Regions from separate parts of the Oryctolagus cuniculus genome. Here region 2 is linked to region 1. Evidence: chromatin contacts called from public Micro-C data. All regions are on one chromosome and are shown on one strand. Each heading gives the region's core, a stretch centred on a gene start, on an enhancer-like site or on the middle of the called end of the contact. The rest is flanking DNA. Distances are from core to core; before and after follow the strand shown.

Evidence for each region. A called contact is a pair of places that touch in the nucleus more often than the background predicts.
Region 2: a Micro-C map of ear pinna shows a contact between it and region 1, with 6 times the contacts expected there. The contact joins the enhancer-like site here to the promoter of MRPS14 in region 1. A contact is called at or near these places in 3 of 6 Hi-C or Micro-C datasets (ear pinna, skin fibroblasts and an unstated tissue).

Annotation. Positions count from the first base shown.
Region 1 is chr7:3,354,000-3,361,951 of mOryCun1.1, reverse strand. MRPS14 (mitochondrial ribosomal protein S14) reads left to right here and starts at 3,144. Exons shown (of 3, transcript XM_002715000.5): 1 at 3,144-3,289. The coding sequence starts at 3,245. It overlaps LOC108177625 (a long non-coding RNA gene), which reads right to left and starts at 3,012. Exons shown (of 3, transcript XR_011390243.1): 1 at 2,874-3,012.
Region 2 is chr7:3,428,917-3,436,868 of mOryCun1.1, reverse strand. It overlaps TNN (tenascin N), which reads right to left. Exons shown (of 20, transcript XM_002715032.5): 12 at 6,896-7,159; 13 at 5,181-5,444; 14 at 3,023-3,153; 15 at 1,913-2,045; 16 at 1,376-1,527. Among named protein-coding and RNA genes, the nearest start is that of TNN, 41 kb to the right of the region's middle. Within about 2 kb of position 4,843, at least 2 of the 8 cell types and tissues checked have an H3K27ac peak or open chromatin away from gene starts, as enhancers often do. A contact at or near this core is called in ear pinna, where this site is marked.

The sequences.
Region 1 (7,952 bases), core at 1,895-4,394:
CTGGCCGCGGCGGCCATTGGAGGGTGAACCAACGGCAAAGGAAGACCTTTCTCTCTGTCTCTCTCTCTCTCACTGTCCACTCTGCCTGTCCAAAAAATAAAAATAAAAAAATAAATAAATAAATAAATAAAAAAAGAATAGGAGCTCCAAAGTCAAACATAGGTACCACCGACCACAGGCGACGTATCATCCCACGCGTGTGTGTGTGTGTGTGTGTGGACAGTGTGCATTAAGCCCGGGGTGGGAACACGGTGAGGAGACAGCTGGGTGTGGAGCACAGACATAGCAATACTGCCATCTTGTGTCCAATGTGGGGCACAGCACGTAACTCCAGGAGGGGGCAGCCTGTCCCAGGGAGCATCACCCTGAACCTCTCGGGGTCAGCGAGGGAGGGTGGGCAAGTCCAGGGTCATTCAGCCTGGACAACCTAGACTCCTGGGACAAGCACTTGCCAAGCACATATTCATTCTGTGTGGCTAGAGGCTGCAGACGAACTCGTCCTGTCATTTCCCCTGTAGAAACTAAGAAAAGAGCCGGCGCCGCGGCTCACTAGGCTAATCCTCCGCCTGCAGCACCGGCACACCGGGTTCTAGTCCCGGTTGGGGCGCTGGATTCTGTCCTGGTTGCCCCTCTTCCAGGACAGCCCTCTGCTGTGGCCAGGGAGTGCAGTGGAGGATGGCCCAAGTGCTTGGGCCCTGCACCCCGTGGGAGACCAGGAAGAAGCACCTGGATCCTGGCAATGAGCCGGCTGTAGCGGCCACTTGGGGGGGTGAACCAACGGCAAAAGGAAGCCCTTTCTCTGTCTCTCTTTCTCTCACTGTCTAACTCTGCCTCTCAAAAAATAAAGAAAAAAAAAAGAAAAAAAAGAAACTAAGAAAAGAGAATAATTTTATTAAGCCTCCCTGAAAATACAGAAGTTAAGGCAATAAGTGAGCCTGGATCTGGTGCAGGTTACACATCAAAGGGAAAGCCACTGCTCTGAGGGTAGGTGCTGAGGAGCCAGAGACAGGGAGACAAAAGGGCGAAGGAATGACTTGGGACTAAACCCAAACGCAGCAAGCGTCACTGAAGTCTTAATTTCTTATTGCTTTAGTCAGGACTCTGCTCTTAGGTTTTTTTCATTTTTAAAAAAATTCATTTGTGATACCATAACCTAGAAACTAACAGTGCTATTTAAAAAAGTATTTTTTTGAAAGGTAGAGTTACAGAGAGAGAGAGAGGGAAAGACAGAGACAGAGGTCTTCCATCCCCTGGTTCACACCCCAAATGGCCACAACAGCCAGGGCCGGGCCAGGCTGAAGCCAGGAGCCAGGAGCTTCCTCCAGGTCCCCATGTGGGTGCAGGGGCCCAAGGACTTGGGCCATCTTCCACTGCTTTCCCAGGCCATAGCAGAGAGCCAGATAATAAGTGGACCACCTAGGACTTGAACTGGCTTAACTGGAAAGGCAGAGTTGGGACCAGAACTGTGGTGTAGCGGGTAAAACTTCTGCCTGCAGTGCCAGCATCCCATATGGGCGCCGGTTCTAGTCCCGTCTGCTCCACTTCCGCTCCAGCTCTCTGCTGTGGCCTGGGAAAGCAGAAGAAGATGGCCCAAGTGCTTGGTTCCCTGCACCCACGTAAGAGGCCCGAAAGCAGCTCTGCTCTGGCCATGGTGGCCATTTGGGGAGTGAACCAGCAGATGGAAGGCCTCTCTCTGCCTCTCTGTAACTCCGACTTTTAAATCAATCAATCTTTTTTTTTTTTTTTTTTTTTTTTTTTTTTTTGACAGGCAGAGTGGACAGTGAGAGAGAGAGAGACAGAGAGAAAGGTCTTCCTTTGCCGTTGGTTCACCCTCCAATGGCCGCCGCGGCCGGCGCACCGCGCTGATCCGATGGCAGGAGCCAGGAGCCAGGTGCTTTTCCTGGTCTCCCGTGGGGTGCAGGGCCCAAGCACCTGGGCCATCCTCCACTGCACTCCCTGGCCACAGCAGAGAGCTGGACTGGAAGAGGGGCAACCGGGACAGAATCCGGCGCCCCGACCAGGACTAGAACCCGGTGTGCCGGCGCCGCTAGGCGGAGGATTAGCCTAGTGAGCCGCGGCGCCGGCCCTAAATCAATCAATCTTAAAAGATAAAAAAAAAAAAGGCAGAGTTACAGAAAGAGGAGGGAAGTGAGGGGGCATCTTCCTTCTGCTGGTTCATTTAGCAAATGGCTGCAGTAGTCAGGACTGGGCCAGGCCAAGGCCAGAAACCTGGGAAGTTTCCCGGGTCTCCCACGCGGGCGCAGGGGCCCAAGGACCTGGGCCACCTTCCACAGCTTTCCCAGGCCACAGCAGGGAGCTGGATGGGAGAGGAGCAGCCTGGGGTATCCGATACGGCATTGCAGGTGGTGGCTGAACTCACTGCCCCACAGTGCCGGCCCCAGGAGCTGGTTTTACCGGCAGGAAGCGGAAGGTCACAGCGCGTGGAGCCGGCACCCCCGCGTGGGGCGGGAACGCCAGGCATGTCACGGCTCTGAGCGAGGCACAGGGGCCTGCCTTGGCAGGGTCTCCCGACGTCTCTTTCTGCCAGACCCCACCCCCACCCCCACCCCGGTGCACCTCCTGTGTTCCCGTGAACTTGAACCTTGACGGACGCGTCCCGGAGGGCTCCTGCGCAACAGGCCCAAGGGCGTCTCCACGCTGCGTCCCAGGCTGACCCGCATCCTCCCCGACGGCGCCCGCCGGCGCGGGGGTGGCACACGGGAGGGGCCCTCCCAGGCGAGCTGCCATGACCGGGACTCGAACCCGTGATGTCTCCTCCCCAGAAAACCCGACTGCGCCCTCTTCCCACACGTGCGCACGTAGAACCCCAAACATGCCAGCAGCTGTCTTCCTCGCGCCACCAGCATCCTCACCCCAGGGGCAGACTCGCAAGACCCAGGAAGACAGCGAGGAAGGAGGAGGCCATGATGCCAAGGTGTCTCGCAGTTCTCAGCGGGACCAGGAGGCGGAAGCGGCCGACAGGGGCGCAGGGTCAGAGACACTGAAGAAAGGGACGTGAGCAGGGTCGTGGGTGGCTCCACAGAGTGCACAAAACGGACGGAAGCGGAACAAAAAGCCCAACAGCGGGACCCCGACCGCCGCGCCGCGCCGCGCCGCGCCCCTAGGTTCCTAGGGCACCGAAATACCGCGAGAGTTCAAACCCCAAACCCCGCCTACCGCCCCGCCCCCCTGCATCCGGCCGTGTGAATAAAGTTGCCGTTGTTTGACGTTCGCGGCGGACAACATGGCGGCGGCCGTGGTGGGCTGCGTGCTGCGGCGGTTCCGGCAGGTTAGGCGTGCACCCCGACCCCTGCCCTGTCCCTGAACGCCTTTCTCCCCCGAGTCTTCGGGCTCTGCCGTCGGTGCTGTCCTGGGCGGACCAGTCGGGGGTTCTCCCGCCACCGCTCCGGCGGCTCAGGGGAGATGGAGGTGGCGGTGTCCGTTGTTGCGCCTCGAGCTGGCTTGCGTTGGAGGCTGCGGGAGGAGAGGGTCCGAGGAGTGAGGGCTCCCAGGCTGGGGCGTTGTGGGCTGTGCAGGGGACACCGGAAGGGGCCGTCCGGCGGCGGGAGGCGGGAGGCGAGCGACGGGAGGGTGCGGCAAGTTCACGGTCGGGTGTCGGGCTCGGCGTCGGCTGGGGTTTACACCTGGGCCCCAGCGGGTTCGGCGATGGGGGCATACGCGTCCCGGGGAGACGGAGAGGAAAGAAGTTGGGGGCACGAGTCCCCGCACGCCTCTGAGGGAGAGGGACTGGGTCACTGAGCGGAGGGGGGGGGGGACCAGGAAGGCAGTCTCTGTTTCCACGTGCCAGAAGTAACGGCACGTGTGTGTATTAAAGGAAAAACGGGCCATGTAGGGGAGAGAGACGTTGCCGGAGCTGTGTCCGTGTTGGCGAGCAGCGGTGGGGTCTTGTCGCTGAGGCCTGGTCTTCAGAACTCAGAGGGCTGACCTGCGGCAGTGCTAACAGCAATGCAGTGCCAACCCCACTGTCATGAATCATGTTCTGGTATCCACGTCAAAGTAAGAAGCAGGGGCTGGTGCCGGCGCCGGGGCTGAGCCGCCTGTCGAGTGAGCTTCCTGAAACGCACTGGGAAGGCAGTGCACCTCTGCCGCCCATGTAGGAGGCCGGACTGCGTGCCTGTCTCCTGGCTCTCTCTCAACTTTCCACTTCTGGTCTCTGGGCTTCCTTTCTTACCCAGCTTGAATGCCATGGTCTGTACAACGTTACTCTCAAGTACACCTAACTGTCTGGGCCTCTCACTTCTCTGAACTTCAACTCTCCTCACTATTCTTCCCGTCCATTCCCAACTATATCCTTTTTTTAAAATTTATTTTTATTTATTTATTTATTTTTTTTGACAGGCAGAGTGGACAGTGAGAGAGACAGAGAGAAAGGTCTTCCTTTGCCGTTGGTTCATCCTCCAATGGCCGCTGTGGCCAGCGCACCGCACTGATCCGAAGGCAGGAGCCAGGTGCTTCTCCTGGTCTCCCATGGGGTGCAGGGCCCAAGCACTTGGGCCATCCTCCACTGCACTCCCGGGCCACAGCAGAGAGCTGGCCTGGAAGAGGGGCAACCGGGACAGAATCCGGCGTCCCGACCGGGACTAGAACCCGGTGTGCCGGCGCCGCAAGGCGGAGGATTAGCCTAGTGAGCTGTGGCGCCGACCTCCATTTTCCATCTTAACAGTGGAAAATTTAGCATCCAAACTGGGATATACACTAAGCGTAGATAAAACCAGATTTTGAAAATGCAGCATTGAAAACAGAATGCAAATATCTCATTTCTAAGATACTGACCACGTCAAAGCAACAATATGGCGGAGACACCCGGCTAAACAAAACTTACATTAAAATTAATGTCACCTGTTTTTCATGATGTTAAGAGACGTATTTATTTGAAAGGCAGTCAGCGATCTTCTATCTGCTGGTTCCTTCCCCAGATGGCCACAACAGCCAGGTCTGGGCCAGGAGACAGGCACGCTATCTGGCCTCCTACATGGGCGGCAGAGGTGCACTGCCTTCCCAGTGCGTTTCAGGAAGCTCACTCGACAGGCGGCTCAGCCCCGGCGCCGGCACCAGCCCCTGCTTCTTACTTTAACGTGGATACCAGAACGTGTTTCATGACAATGGGGTTGGCACTGCATTGCTGTTAGCACTGCCGCAGGTCAGCCCTCTGAGTTCTGAAGACCAGCCCTCAGCGACAAGACCCCACCGCTGCTCGCCAACACGGACACAGCTCCGGCAACGTCTCTCTCCCCTACATGGCCCGTTTTTCCTTTAATACACACACGTGCCGTTACTTCTGGCGTGTGAAAACAAAGAACTCCTTCTTAATCCACCTCCTCTCCACTTGACCTGTTTTCCCTCCCTAACTCTTTAAAGGCTTGTGGGTCCTGGTAGCTCCTAACTGTCCTTGGCAGGACCAAGGGAGTGGAAGTTCCAGAAGGCTGGGTGTTAGCGTGTTGGGAGGATGAGCTCGAAAGAGGGGACCAGAGAATGAGATAAACAAAACCCAAATGACAGAGATGACTTACTAATAATAAAAGACACAGAAATTAGTAGAGAAAAGTGCAGGACGGAAGTCATTGAAGGAGAGGAGTTCAGAGAACAAAGAAATCAGAGTGTTTCTCATGTGCATCGGAGTCGCCAGGAATCAGTTCAGGAAGAGTGGAGAGTGACTGGGAGCCGGGATCCAGAATGGGCACGTGAGAGGGGCGGCAGGGCCCGCGGGTGGGAGACAGCCGCAGCACTGCGCGCTTGGGGTGGCAGCAGAGCCGAGCCAGGAGCTTTCCAGGGTCTGAGAGCTGCAGGGAGCAGCAGAGGAACTGGCGGGGGGGGGGGGGGGGTGGCTGCAGAGGTTCAGGATGCAGCCGGAGTAGAAACGTCAAGGAGAGGTTAAGGAACTGAGGATTTTTTCTTTTAAAGAAAATTTATTTATTTGAAAGAGTTACACACAGCGAGGAGAGAGAGGTCTTCTATCCACCAGTTCACTCCCCAATTGGCCACAACAGCCAGAGCTGCACTGATAAGAAGCCAGGAGCCTCCTCCAGGTCTCCCACGTGGGTGCAGGGGTCCAAGGACTTGGGCCATCTTCCACTGCTTTCTCAGGTCACAGCAGAGAGCTGGGATGCCTGCATTTGGCGGCCTCACCCACTACGCCGCAGCGCCAGCCCGGAACTGAGGATTTAAAAGATTTTGGCCGGCACCACGGCTCACTAGGCTAATCCTCCACCTAGCGGCGCCGGCACACCGGGTTCTAGTCCCGGTTGGGGCGCCGGATTCTGTCCCGGTTGCCCCTCTTCCAGGCCAGCTCTCTGCTGTGGCCAGGGAGTGCAGTGGAGGATGGCCCAAGTGCTTGGGCCCTGCACCCCATGGGAGACCAGGAGAAGCACCTGGCTCCTGCCATCAGATCAGCGCGGTACGCTGGCTGCAGTGTGCCGGCTGCGGCGGCCATTGGAGGTTGAACCAATGGCAAAAGGAAGACCTTTCTCTCTCTCTCTCTCTCTCTCTCTCTCTCTCACTGTCCACTCTGCCTATCCAAAAAAAAAAAAAAAAAAAAAAGTTACACAGAAAGGAGAGGCAGAGAGAGAGAGAGCTCTTCCATCCAATGGTTCACTCCCCAATTGGCTGCAACAGCCACTCAGGAGCCAGGACCTTATTCCAGGTCTCCCACGCAGGTGCAGGGGACCAAGGACTTGGGCCATCCTCCATGCTTTACCAGGCCACAGCAGAGAGCTGGACTGGAAGAGGAGCAACCAGGATTAGAACCGGCGCCCATATGGGATGCTGGTGCTTCAGGCCAGGTCATTAACCTGCTGCACCACAGCACCAGCCCCTCTGTCAGTCTTTCTTTCTTTCTGTTTTTTTTTGACAGGCAGAGTGGACAGTGAGAGAGACAGAGAGAAAGGTCTTCCTTTGCCGTTGGTTCACCCTCCAATGGCCGCCGCGGCTGGCGCACTGCGGCCGACGCACCGTGCTGATCCAATGACAGGAGCCAGGTGCTTCTCCTGGTCTCCCATGGGGTGCAGGGCCCAAGCACTTGGGCCATCCTCCACTGCACTCCCGGGCCACAGCAGAGAGCTGGCCTGGAAGAGGAGCGACCGGGACTAGAACCCGGTGTGTTGGCGCCGCAAGGCGAAGGATTAGCCTAGTGAGCCGCAGCGCTGGCCCTGTCAGTCTTTCTAAGGCTTGTGTAAGTCCCCCTTCCAGGGCACATATTTCCAGGCACAGTTACGATGGGATTCGTCAGTCAGGTGCCAGATGAGTTTGTAAACTCTATTCACACAGAACACTTACTCTGTAGGATGGAGTGTTGCTCAGTTGTAGAACAGAAAAGAAAACCAATTGAGACCTTTAAAAATAAAATTCCATTCAGCTTATCTTATGACCAGAAGATTAAACACATTATGATGGATCCATACAGTAGAATATTATGTAATCTAAAAAACATTTTAACATACAGATGTGGAAAGAACTCTGCGTTATATATAAAAATTATATTTTAAAATTCATTTATTTGTTTGAAAGGTAGAGTTAGATGTTCCATCTGCTGGTTTACTCCCAGATGGCTGCAGCGGCTGGGTCTGGGCCAGGCCAGGCCAGGCTGAAGTCGGGACAGGAACACTATCCAGGTCTCCTATGTGGTGACAGGGATCCAGGTACTTGGGCCATCTTTCGTTGCTTTCCCAAGAGCGTTAGCAGGGAGCTGGGATGGAACTGGAGCAGCCGGGACTCAAATCAGTGCTCATGGGATGTCAGTGTCCCTAGCAGGAGCGTAGCCCACTGCACCACAACGCCAGCCCCATCTCTCAGCTGTGTCGTTAAGTGAAAAAGGGGGTGTGAAAAATGGAAGGGGGTGTATACGTTTGTGTTGAAAAAAGTCTGTGAAGGAGTATACAAGAAACTATTAACAGTGGTACTTAAGTGATTGGCGGTCACTGGGCGGGTAGGAGGGA
Region 2 (7,952 bases), core at 3,594-6,093, 73 kb before region 1:
CGTGTAAACGAATGCAGTCTGAGCGCTGTGAGGTCGCGCTGCCTCCCGGCACCACGAGCTGCACATGCGCAGCAGGTTAGGCTGCGCGCTGGCTTGGGGCAGTGAGCGTCTCAGCCAGTGCAGGCACAGAGCTGCGGGCCAGGGGGAATGCAGGATCAGACTGTGACCGCAAGGCCGCTTATCACATAACTGGATCAGCAGACGCAATCACACAGGGCGTCCTGTGGTTTAAGCGGTGACCCAAGAGAATAAAACCTCCACACTGAAGAGAAATGGTTAGAACATTGCCCACCCTTCTTTCTTTCAGGCTTTGGTCTTGCAAATCAAAGTCCCAAATGCCTGGCCTCTGTACTGGGGGGCCAGGGTGCTGAACCTGGGCCACAGGCTTCAAGGCAAAGGATTGAGCTCCCAAACAGATGATCGTTTTAGATGAGCTCACATGACCTGCTGGGAAGACCAATGAGTTAGCAGGCTGGCGCCTTGAAATCTGGTCCTAGCTGTGTTATTAACCTGCATGACCTAGCTAGGGCATTTCTCTCTGTGAGCCTCACTTTCCTACCTACAAAACAGGAATAATAATCCTTTCTTGCTCTAACACTGGTGGGTGAGAGTCATTTTTTAAGGGTATATTTATTTGAAAGGCAGAGTTACAGAGAGAGAGGGAGAGACAGAGAGAAATCTTCCATCCACGGGTTCACCCTCCAAATGACTGCAAAGGCTGGAGTGGGGCCAATCTGAAGCCAGGAGCCAGGAGCTTCCTCTGGGTCTCCCCCCCCGGGCTCATGTGCCCAAGCATTTGGGTCTTCTTCCACTGCTTTCCCAGGTGCATTAGCAGGGAGATGGATTGGAAGTGGAGCAGCTGGGACTTGAACCAGCACCCATATGGGATGTTGGCATCACAGACAATAGCTTATGCCACGGTGCCAGTCTCATGAGAGTCATGTTTATGAAAGTGATTTGTAGAGGGTGGAGCAGAGGTAATACATTAGATGCAAAAAAACCCACAGGCCCTCCTAGTTTCCCACCCAAGTCTACCCAAGCCTGTCTAACACTAGTTTCCCACCCGAGTCTACCCAAGTCTGTCTGTAACACTAGTTTCCCACCCGAGTCTACCCAAGCCTGTCTGTAACACTAGTTTCCCACCCGAGTCCACCCAAGCCTGTCTGTAACACTAGTTTCCCACCTGAGTCCACCCAAGCCTGTCTGTAACAGGTGTTATATACAAGGCTCTTCCTTACAGTGGATTAGGATCTGCCTAGAAACAGCTGCAAACCATTCCCCTGGACACAGACAAGTAGAGAGTCCCCCAAACCCTCCATGGAGCAGCCACGGAGGGGAAGGCACTGCAGGGGCTGCGGGGGGCTCTGTGACTCACTATCCAGCCGCCGCCATCCGTGTCCATGTCACAGTACACCTGCAGGGGCCGGCTGGGGTCGCCGTTCAGGTAGATGGTGTAGAGGCCACTGGCGGCATTGCTGTTCTGCTGAACCTGAGTGCAGTCCGAAGGGTGTGGAAACCTGGCGTCAACTGGGAGCCGAGCAGAACGGGTTCGTTAGAAGGGCCGTGGGAAGCTTTCATAAACACCCACGAGCTTGCTTCCTGTAACTCTGCACCCCCGTCTTCCTTCCTCGCTCACTCTGCTCCTCTCAAGCTCTCTGAATGCACCAGGGTTAAGGTCAAGTTCACATCACCTCTTCCCCCAAGCCAGCTCCCCCACAAAGTAACACTTGGCACAAAGTAACACTTGGCTCCTCTTCCGTCTCTCTGCTGCGACAGGAGCCTATTTTCATGTCTCCCCGCTGAGAAAATCTCCACCTCTTGACCTACTTGCAGCGCCCTGAACACCCGGCCCTGCTTCTCCCACGTGTGCTGTCTGCCGCGCTGTCACTCAGAGAGCAGGAGTGCAGGGTACCTGTGGAGAGGGTGGCGGAGACAGTCTTGCTCCGGCGATCCCCCTTGAAGGCGACCAAGGAGACGGGGTAGGTGACGCCATGCTCAAGGTCTTGCAGCTCAAACCTCTGCTCGCCTCTTCGCAACTGCACCTCCTACCAGGAAAGGAAGGGCAGGTGGTGACTCAAGCCCTGGCTCCCTACATGTCAACAGCACTGCCCGGTGTTGACGGCACAAGCTCTCTGAGGGCTCAGTGGCAACCCAGGATTCTCGGGAGTCCCAGTCACTTCTCGGGAGTGCCGTGCCATGGAGATTTGGCATCACCGGGCGCATCAGCCGAGAACACTGCCACTTCAGGAGCACTGGCCAGGGTTCCTGGGACTTCCACTTTCACATGGGGCACAGACTTCAGCCGCCATGGGCAGCAGGAGGTTGGCAGGCTAAGGAGTTGTTAAAGGGGGGAGTGAAACTGGCCCCTGATGTCTGTGAGACACGGTGATAGCTGGTATTGCCGTAAACTTCTTTCTGAACCTGTGTCACTTCCCCTATAAACACAGGACTGACTTTCCTAGCTGGGTCACCAAAAGCATTAATTGAGATGCTGAATAATCAAAGTACCCCTCCCATTTTTCTCTCCTCCTTCTTTCTTCCTCGCCAGAGAAGAGAAAAATGATAATTTTCCTTTGGCACAAAGTTTTGAAAATGTTGCTGGCCTTCAGATTGCAAGGGGAGACAGACCCTTTGAAACAGGGTGAAGCTGATCATTCAGTATTTACTGAGTAGCTCACAGGCGCCACGCACTGATTTGAGCAATGGCATAAAGCAATAAACAAAACAGGCAAAAATTCCCTTCCCTTTTATCAGGGGAGACCAACAGTAAGCAAATTAACCTGCTGCAGATACACAGCCAGCAAATATGCATTGGTCAGCTGGGAACAGCCACTAAGGGTTGTCCTCGTGTGAGACCACAGGGTTCACAAATGACCATGTGTAGCACTGTCCCCTGCACACGGCAGGTGAGCACAGGAGCCCACTGAGCGAGCAGATGGCCGTGCAACCCATCAAGTTGACTGACCCCACTCCGAGGCTGCAAAGAGAAGGCCCAAGAGAAAAGACAAGGGAGTCGCAGTACCTTCACCGTGCCGTTAGGGAGCTGGTAGGTGAGTATGTAGCCATCGATCTGAGCCAAGGGAGGCGTCCAGGTCAGGACCCCGCCAGACTGGGTTACAGCAAACGGACGGAAGTTTTTCGGAGGGTCAATTTCTGTACATAAAACGTCAGGTCAACCAAGGCAAGGGCCTTTTTGATGACTGAAAAATGACTGCATTTTCTCCCTCCACTTCCCGTGTCTCTTCCTCCCTTCCAACAGGCAGCAGGCCCCGTTCTCCCTTGCCAAGCAGCCTTCCTGACCTTTCTGGTGCATGAACACTCGCTGAGGACAAGGACTAAGGAGCAGGGCTTTGATGGGTCCCCCACCTGCCCAGCAGCTTCCCGGGGTGGGGGGGGATAAGAGCGGTCTACAGCAGCACGTGGGTTCGCACAGGTGGCAGGGCTGCCCAGCTGACGTGGAAAGATGAGAGAGCACAGATCTGGAAGGCTGCGCGCATGGAGACCGGGATGACTCAGCAAACAGCTGCCTGGGAGGACATCTGAAATGCAGACGGGCCTCCCACAGCTCGCGCTGGGAAAGTACCCAAGACCCACCTGCAGCTCCAAGGAGCAGACAGGACCCTACACGGACTGAGATTTCTGACCAACGTGCAGAACAGGGGCTGATGATGGAGGGTAAGTTGATAGAGAATTATAAAGCTATGCCTCTTACATACCATAGGAACACAGAGTCATATTTCATACACATCTAAGAGTGTGGCGCTAGACGCACGTCCGGGAGAGGGACAGGAGAGGGGGCAGTACTTGTCTAAAGGACGTGAGCCGGGGGAGGGAGGCAGCAGAGAGCCTTCCAGAATCTCCATGGCTCCCTACCCAAAGAGCAGAGGGAACTTGTGGGTGTGTGAGAATGCATGATAGACCAGGACAGAGACGCCCAGCGGAAACACTCATCAACATCGTAACAGCTGGTCAGGCGGCTCATTTTTTTACCCAAATAAGACATGAATGGAAAATTCCACTTTGAAAAAGAAATCACCATAGACGGTGATTTTAATTTAGAAGTTCCCAAAGAGATGTCTCCAAGCGATTTTCTCCGCAGTAGCATTTCAGTTGAGAACTGAATTGCAGCATTTTAATAGAAATCAGACAGCTGTTGTTTTGAATTAGGGTGTTTTGACAAATTTTGAGTTTCTGTAATATCAGCTTGGTTTGATTTTCTGAAGCATAACATCTGGCATGGATTTGATTCTACCCATCACACGGAAAAATTGAATTTCCTGTTTGCAAAATCAAAGCAAGACTGCAACTACTTAAGTATCTAAAGCTCACTTTTGCCACCTCTTTGATTGCTTATGGATCCCCAGTTGTGGAGGGTGGGGGTTGGTTTGAGAATAATGTAGAAAGATGATAACTTCATTATTGTTGTCTTTACAATCAGAAAAAGAAAAAGAAGAAAGAGAGGAAAGAAAGTGCAAAGGAGAGAAGGAGCAACAGAGAAAGGAGTGGAGGGGAAGGCAGGAGGTCCCAGTCAGTGGCTGCCCCTGGAGAGCCACGCTAGGGACTAAGGCATCTGGAACGGGGAAACAGGGCAACGTCTCCACATACTTTTTTCCAGTTTGAAGATTTTTCCCGTAAGCATAGATGACTTTGGGGATTAAAAATCCTGGCTAATTTTCATTAATAAAAATCATGAAGAAATTGAAGGCACGTGTAACTCCATGGCCACACTTGCTGCATGGACCCAGGGGGGATGGGCAGGTCCCTCCTGCACTCCCAGGTGTGACCTGATTTCATGGCCTCGGCGTTGGAGGGAAGGCCCCCACGCACACAGAATCCACATGGCCCGGGCACCTGTAAGCATCAGCCGGGGATGGGAGGGAGGAATGGTTCCACCATCAGCCCCTTGCCAGACAAGAAAACCAAAGAGGCTCCTGCCTGTCTCTCTGGGCAGAGGGCCTGAGAGCTGGCTGAGGGCAGCCTCCTAGGCTCATCTGTCACACCACTACCCTACACTCTGAAGGTCACGGCAACACATCGCTGCTCCAAGGCCCAAGGGAACCATGCCGATGACCATCCTCGCAGGAAGCCAGCACCCTGCCTGCTCCCCTCCCCACCCAGTCATGCAGAAAGACTTCCCTAGTAAGTGTGGAGGTTCCCAGGTCCCAGCCCTGCCCTGTTACCTGTCAGGGCCTTGGTGTTGGCCTTCTTGCTGTCCCGGCTCCCCTTCTTAGCCCACACGTGGACCGTGTACTCCACGCCCGGCCTCAGGCCCGTGAGCACGGTGCTGCTCCGCTCCTTGCCCACTGGCACCTCCTTGCTCTCGCCGTCGGCAGAGGTGTAGCGCACCACGTACCTGTCGATGTTGGCCCGCACCGGGTCCCAGGACACGGTGGCCGTGTTCTCCGTCACCCAGTTGGTCACCAGGTTTTTGGGGCTGTCGATTTCTTTTTTAAAAGATTTAGACAAAACTGGGCTTCAGAACCAAGACAGGGCATCCGTACACCCAATCACCCTCCACTCCGGTTATGGTGAGGAACGGTATTAACCCACTTAAAACAGGAGTAAGAGGCCCGCCGGACAGTGGAGGACAAACCACTGGGCGTGCAAAGCAATCAGACCTTCTCCACGGTTATCAATAGAGAAGCCTCCCGTTTACACAAAAGTAATCAAAGTCTCCCCGAGCCACAAGCTAAGCCCCCAAGGCTGCTATCGCAACAGTCTCTCTCCTGACCCCCATGGTTCCTAGTTGTTTTGTTTCACAGAATTTGAGGGCTGAGAAGTTCTATCTGCCAATCGGCTTCACTTCTAACCAAGGGAATGGAGACCCAGAGAAACGCAGTCTCGTCCACGCTCCCGCGTCTTCCTGCACGGAAACCAAGCCTAGACGCCTTGCAGGCTGTGTTCCGAGTCTGGAGGCCTCCCCCTGCTCGAGGACTTCACAGCTTCTCATCTGCTCGATCTCTCCCGCATCGCCAGCTTCTCCACCATCTGGCCCAGACGGACGAGCTCTCGGCTCTCTCCTCCCTCCCCGTGTCCTTCTGTTTCTCTGCACCCAAATTAATTACCCATCCTGAGAAGCCTGCACACCTTAACTTCACCACACTCACATGCACCCATCCTGCACCTCGCCGTGAACTCTGCTGCTCCAGGTCGCCAGCAACCTCCGTGCTGTCTAGGGACCTCCCTAGATGTCTAGGGACACCTGCCATCCTCCCTTCACTCAGCTTCCCAGTGGCAGCTTCGAGAACTGATCCACTGTCTCCCCTAAACACTCTCCGCTCTTGGCTTCTATGACCACGCACTCCACTGACTTCCCTCCTAACTCGTGGGCCCCTCCTCCGCACCAGTCCTTTGTCAGCAACCTCCCATGTTGCGGTGTCCGATCCCGCCCCCCCTTCATTTCTCTCCAGGCAATCTCCCTATGACCACAGCCTGAACAGCAGATGGATGCTCTCGGATCAATTCTGAGCCGCTGACTTGCATCTAAACTGCCTCTCCCCGCAGTGCCTGGCCTATCCAGACACTCAGTTAATATTGGTGGAATCAATAAACAAATCGTTCGATTAACCAAGGAATCTCACACACATCTCAGACTTCAATATGTAAGTCTTCACAGTCCTTCCCGAGTGTATTGATCACTCTCTTAGCAGATGCTCATGAAACGTCTGCTGAAGACTGACACTTTGCTCAAGCAGTCTACAGAACCTAAAGTCACAGATCTCAGACGCAGCAACAAATAAACCCACATGAATTACTGGTTCATTAATATTAATGATTAATTATCTGCTCTTTTCCTCACCCCATGACCTGCCAATGTGGAGGAAGAAAGCAAAACGTGAACTGCCATAGGCTTAGCACAACAGATCTTACGTTTCCAAAGAACGCTGCCTGTTACCTGTGGGAGCCTTGGTGTTGGCCTTCTTGCTCCCCCGGGCCCCCTTCTGGGCCCACACGTCCACCGTGTACTCCACGCCCGGCCTCAGGCCCGTCAGGACAGTGCTGGTCTTGTCCTTCCCCACCGGAAACTCCCTGGTCTCGCCGTCGGCAGAGGTGTAGCGCACCATGTACCTATCGATGTCGGCCTGCACCGGGTCCCAGGAGACGGTGGCCGTGTTCTCCGTCACCTGGTCAGTCACCAGGTTTTTGGGGCTGTCGATGTCTGCAAGGGAAGAAGTTGATCATCACGCACTATTAAGAGACCCCCTATTTTGTCTGGGGTGAGAGCCTTTCACGCTTTGTGGGTCTTCCGTGTCACAGCTCCTGTTTTGCTTCTCAGCTGTCCTGTCCCCCTGCATCTTCTCCCCCCAGTGCACTTGGCTCCCTGAGTAGAGAGCACAATAGGCCAGAATCTGAACATCTGGGCTTTTACCAGCACGAAGAATTTAGCAAAACCAATCTCTATTTATTCAGAGGGGTACACGAAGCCCCTACTCTGACAAGGCGTGTTCTAGGCTGTGTGCAGGCTCCAGAGTTGCAGACACCGTCTCTGCCAACAAGGAGCGAACAATTTTGTGTCTAGCAGCATAAAGGCCTTCCATTCATGCTAGAAGATTCTAAAAGCCAGGGCCAAGTGGGAGCTCTTGGGGAAGAGGGCATTCTGTTCCCCTCTGTCTCCCAAGGCCTCGTGGATGACAGGCACATACTGACATATATACTACTAAATAAATCAGCAAAGTCTCGCTCTAATGTTCTTTAGCAGATCACGGTCTCAGTTGTTGTGCTGGCTAAATCCCCGTGAAATACGATCATATATTTCTTTCAGAATAATAAGGATACAACACAGTAGTTACCTCAGTCTCAAATCCTGGGCCCACGCACACTGTACAGACCAAAAATAAATTCCTCCCTTGTGCAAGCAACTGTTGTTTGGGTACTTCTGTCAATGTGTGTCCTACTACTACTCACCCAGCCCCTCGAAGAAACATGTCTGCCCCACTGTTACAATTATGAGT